Linked DNA regions of Mus musculus: region 2 is linked to region 1. A link is a contact called in public Hi-C data. All regions are on one chromosome and are shown on one strand. Each heading gives the region's core, a stretch centred on a gene start, on an enhancer-like site or on the middle of the called end of the contact. The rest is flanking DNA. Distances are from core to core; before and after follow the strand shown.

Region 1 (2,700 bases), core at 28-2,527:
ACGAATTTCTGTACAAATTGGTCGGGGCCTCTGCATATAGTTCTCTCTCTCTCACTAGTTCTCTCTCTCTCTCTCTCTCTCTCTCTCTCTCTCTCTCTCTCTCTCTCTCATTGTTGTCCAGAATCTGTGAACAAACACCACATTTTATTACAAGTCATTCTTGGAACACATGAACTTCTTTTATAATCACACATCTATGAATCTGTATAGGCGGGGCCAGAGAGATGGCTCAGTAGTTAAACATGTCTACTGCTATTGTACAAGCAAGTCCTTCGGTACCCAGAATCCATGTTGAATGGCTCACAACATGGGATGCTGTGCTCCTGGGGCCACACTCTGGCCTCTGGTAAGTACTACCTGCTACAGACAGGAAGCTGTGGGGCAGCAGCTCCTCCCCTCTACAGTGCAAATGCAGGTCTCCACAGTTAGAAGCACTCTTGGCCAGTGCTATCCTGTAGGGAGGTAAGGGAAAGGCCAATTTTCACCCATGGCCTGAAGGGCAGGGGAAAGTGTGAACGTGTGGAGTGAAACACCCATGTCTGCCCTGCACGGTCACAAGAGGCCCATCTCGCCTTACTGCATTGCTCTGATTGGGGCACAGGTCCAGCTTAGATTAAAGGGTGACAAAGGTGCACAGAATTATGTGCTTCAAAGCCCAACAGAACGTGGAAAATCAGTTGGTTCTACTTTTAAATATCTTCCTGTGTCTCTTTGTTTGAGACTGGCTTGAACCTTCCCTCTTGGGACAGGACACTTAGCTGTGTTTTACACACACACACACACACACACACACACACACACACACACCTGCTTTAGCCTGGCTTGCTCAACACTAACAGATTGGTGTGGTAGCATCACGTCTGGCTTTGGGCTCAGAGGCTGGCAAGTTTCTGTTACAAGCATCCACACAGACCACACATTTCTTTGAAACAGCTTCTCCTTTTTGTCTTTCTTGACTGTGAGAACCTGATTTCCGGTTACAAGCCGGGCACAGCTTAGCTGTAGGGTAGTAGAGGCCAGGATCCTGCCTTGTTGGGAGAGCCAACAACCAAGACTTACCTGCTCTGTTTCAGGGACTGCCAGGCATCTGCAAATACTCCCAAAAAATTCTCTAGGAAGGCAGAGGGAGGAGGAGCGCCCGCGTCGGGGCCGCATTTGCGCATGTCGGCCTGTAGGGGGTGCAAGCGCTCCACTGCGGCCCTGCGGACGCCTGCGTGCAGGGTCAGACCCCACGCTGAATAGGCCTTTATCATGGAACAGAGCCGGCTTTCTAAGGATCCAGCCTTTAAGAAAGGGATCAAATCAGCATGCGTTTTGACAGTGTAAGCTGCAGTCTTCAACTCAAAGCCCTGAGCGAGAACTCAGAGAAGGAGGGAGCCCTTCCTCAACCGTGAAATACCGTCCAAATTCCCCAGCGCTGCATCTGCAGGATCATTCCAGTAGATTCCAAGAGCAGTGGCTCCCCAGCCACGCATTCACAAGCCGGCTGCTTTTTGCAAGTGGAGGAAACACAGCCAGAGGCTGCATCTTTGGAAAAGAGCTGCTTCAAGATCTCTGGGAATGTGGGATCGTCCTGTTTTTCATCGGGTCAGAGAGGGAGGGACTGGGTTTTTTTGAGTCCCTACTTAAAATGACTAAGCGAGTTCTCTATGGTGAGAACCCTTTAGAAGGTCCACTGTAAGTCTCCATCCTAGCAAGCCAGCTCAGAAGCTAGAAAGCCATTTTGGGGCCACACCCTGGTCTCCAGAGTGGACTCCCAGGATGCTGGGAGTCTGCAGGGGCAGAGTCCAGGTTCACCTAACGCAAGTGGTCAGTGGTGCGTGGCTGATACCCGCATAAGAGGCCGCTGGCCCGTGGGCCACCTCTGCTCCTCCTGGACCCTCCATTCAGACGCCATTACTCAGCACATTTGAAGAGCGGGTACTTGAATAAGAGCACTTAAGAAAATGAAGGAAGGCTTTATCTACTCTTGTCTCAAATAACCAGGCAGAGGGGATTACCGTTAGAGAGGACGGAACAAAAGCAGAAAAATCATTTGTGGTGATAGAAATGGGAACTTAAGCAAAGACTCTTAACGTATGCTTCTATCAGATCCTCAAATTAACTTTATTGTTAGGAAAGAAAGGAAAAAAAAACCCCACCATTTAAGAACAGCCTTTCCACAGGGAAGTCATGAGGTGGGGGGGTGGATGGGTGGGGGAGGGGGAGTGTGTGTGTGTGGGGGGGGGCACGCAGTCCAAGAGAACGTTTGGAAGCCACTGAGACTGGTACTTGAGACTGAGGGGTAACAGTTTCCCAGCACTAAAGGGGTGTGCTTTGAAGCTGTCTTAGCACTGGGGGATTTTCATGGAGATCATGTAAACATACTGCAAATTTTTATTTTCAGAGTTTTCCAGGTTGTAGTGCCAGAAAGACCTGCACAGCAGCACACTGCTAATACGGTTGCTAAGTGCGCCAGAGCACCTGGATGTTTTGGAAATGTAGATATCAAAGTAAAAGCAAAGACAAAGACGATGGCAAAGTGTAATGTTTTAGGTCGCCTGGTTCCCTTGCTTTCTTCTACTTACTGTAATCTTGTCCATTGGTTTCCGAACAGAGAGATGATTACAGAGGGAAAGCATGGCCTCCAGGATCCCTGTGTTCACAGGGGCTTCTGAGCTCTGATGGCCCGACCAAGGGCTCTCTGCCTACATGTCCACC
Region 2 (2,700 bases), core at 131-2,630, 1.3 Mb after region 1:
AAAAAAAAAAAAAAAAAAAAAAATCTTCCCATTAACCCTTAAGGCAAACCCAGGAAGCTGATCTTGCCTCTAATCGATTTATGTAAGCCAATTTTTAGTGAATTTCGTAACCCTAGCCATTTTACATACTGCGAGCCAACTGAGTGGGCCCGGAGGAAGCTCTCCTTGAGGTGGCTGGTCTGGGCACATCTGCATGAGGTGCAGCTCACTCCCTCATGGTAGAGACCCCAGGACAGAGGAAATGGATCAGGGGCTGCTCTTTGCAGGGGAACCTGAAAATCCTCAGAGCAGTGCCATAGAGAATACATGGGCCAAGGCTGTTAGAACCTTTTGTCTTCTGTTCTGTTTATGGTTCTTTTTCTGCTTACAGAGAGCACTAGAGGACAAGGTTGTGGAGAGAGGTGGCTCTTTTTACCCACAGTGATGGAAGACTTATGGTGGGTGTCTCTATGAACTGACATGCCAATCCCATAGACTGACAATGGAAATGATCCAAATACTTATTGTAATTAAGCCTAAGAATTATTCAAAGTAACAAACCTGTTTATGGTAAACACTGGAGACGTGTCCTGTGACATCACTCTCATTAAAGAAAGTGACTTACTCACATAACTGTAATTGCTTAGTAGCAGAAATCATATCTTCTGGTGCTCTTTATCCCTCCCTCTTTGCTCCCTTGTCCCAGCATGCACTGCACACATAAGCACCCTCTTGCACACATAGACACACATAGAGGAGTGCCCACAGGCTTCCTAAGGGAACTCAGTGTAGACGATCCATTTCTGAAGTCACTGTATGACCACAGGCCTAGTACGGCTGACTGGGCAAAATGTCAGATGACCTTGGCTGACCATGAAATCTTCCTGGGAAGTAGAAAATCAGACTCCAGCCCTACAAAAACCACAAACTGAAGATGCTCTCAAACAGAGCAGTGGGAACCAGAGACTTCACTCAGTTGAACAGAAAGCCTATCTAGTTTGTATCTTAAACACTGGTTACTCTTATCATAATTGTTTCCTATGGGTAACAAGGCAGAAACAATTAGTCTTATGCGGGCTGGTGGCACACCTGAGAATACATAATTGAGCCATTGCTTCAGACAATGTCCTTAAACATGGCTGACACACGACAGGACAAGTACAAACAGGAGCAAGCTGGCAGACAGGAAACTTGAAAGAACATTCTGGAAGGTGTTTTGCTGGAGGGGCTATTCCACCGCCTGAGCACTTCTGGGTCTTATCCCGGGAGGTTGACCTGGCCAACGGGTGTCACATGGTTTCCTCTGTGGTGTTTGCAAGGTGCCCAGGAGGGACAGTTAGCGTTTTTTGGTGCTATCAACTCAGAAGGCAATGTCGTTCCTTGTCTCTCAGGAGCGTGGGCAGACACTGCTGTTCCAGATTCAGAGCAAAGGGTGCCATCTGCTGAACCAAAGGCTTCATTTCCTGCAGCTGCAGCTGATCCCGGGCAGACTCCCAGCTGGGACCTCAAGGGGCTCTGTGGTTCCAGGGAAGCAATGGGACACAGAATGGAGGTAGCCAAGAATCAGCCATGGTGTCGGAATGATAAAGCGGGGTGGGGGATGGGGCTTTGGAAGCAGATGTCTTGTTTTTTGCTACTTTGGAAAACGGTGATTACACAAATCTGACAAGTAGAGTCCACCTCACTGAACCAGCTGTGGAGAGGAATGTCCACCCAGATGGTATGTGTGAGTGTGCATGTGTGTGTGCATATATGTGTGTGTACAGGTGTGCATGTGCTATGTATGTGTCTCTATGTTGGAGTGTTGTCTATGTGTCTCTGTGTGGAAGTGTTGTCTATGTGCTCTATGTGTGTTTGTTATCTGTGTGTCTGTCTGTGAGAAGAGCTGTCTGTGTGTCTATGTATGGATAAGAGGGTGCTGTCCATTTATCTGAGTGTGAACAGGTGCTGTCTATCTGTCTCTGTGTGTGTGCTGTCTATGTATCTGTTGGGGGTGTCTGTGGGGGATTGGTGCTGTGTGTGTTTCTGTGTATGTCTATGTGTATGCGTATGTGCTATCTATGTACCTGTGTGGGGGAATGGGTGTTATGTGCCTCTGTGTGTGGATGTGGTGGTGGGGGGAGTGAAGCTGTGTGTGTGTGTTTGTGTGTGTTTGCATGTGTTTGCATGTGTCTATGTGTTTATGTCTGTGTGTGTGCTGTCTGTGTTTGCGGGAGGGATTCTGTGTGTGTGTGTGTGTGTGTGTGTGTGTGTGTGTGTGTGTGCATGTGGCTGTGTGTTTATGGGGGCCTCTATCTGTGTCTTGTGGGGGGATGCAATGTATATGTCTGTGTGTGTAGTCCAGGGAACTCTTGCAGTAGCCTCCTTGTTTGTAGTTAGTCACAGGTGCTAGCACTGCCTCACTCAGCTGCCCCCGTCTCTGGTGGAGATGAACATGGTACTCTGCTAGTGAACTCTGATCATTCTCTCATTTTATTATATATTAAAGGGGTACCCAGTATTAGGCTGACTGGCTCAGTGGGTAAAAGCTTGCTGAAAAATCCTGACAGCCTGAGTTCAGTTGCATGGTAGAAGACAAGAAATGACTTCCACAGTTATCCTCTGACCACCATATTTGTGCTGGGGCATGCATGTGACACTCTCACAAATACACATGATAACAAAAAAAAAAAAAAAACAAAACATTTTAATGCCCCCCTCTGGGAAATAGGAAACAAGTTA

Evidence for each region. A called contact is a pair of places that touch in the nucleus more often than the background predicts.
Region 2: a contact with region 1 is called in a Hi-C map of neural progenitor cells, with 4 times the contacts expected there. The contact joins two enhancer-like sites. A contact is called at or near these places in 5 of 484 Hi-C or Micro-C datasets (cerebral cortex, cortical neurons, forebrain and 2 more).

What each region holds. Positions count from the first base shown.
Region 1 is chr13:71,457,409-71,460,108 of GRCm38.p6, forward strand. No RefSeq gene overlaps it. Among named protein-coding and RNA genes, the nearest start is that of 1700112M02Rik, 29 kb to the right of the region's middle. Within about 2 kb of position 1,278, at least 50 of the 459 cell types and tissues checked have an H3K27ac peak or open chromatin away from gene starts, as enhancers often do. A contact at or near this core is called in neural progenitor cells, where this site is marked.
Region 2 is chr13:72,767,956-72,770,655 of GRCm38.p6, forward strand. No RefSeq gene overlaps it. Among named protein-coding and RNA genes, the nearest start is that of D730050B12Rik, 47 kb to the right of the region's middle. Within about 2 kb of position 1,381, at least 9 of the 459 cell types and tissues checked have an H3K27ac peak or open chromatin away from gene starts, as enhancers often do. A contact at or near this core is called in neural progenitor cells, where this site is marked.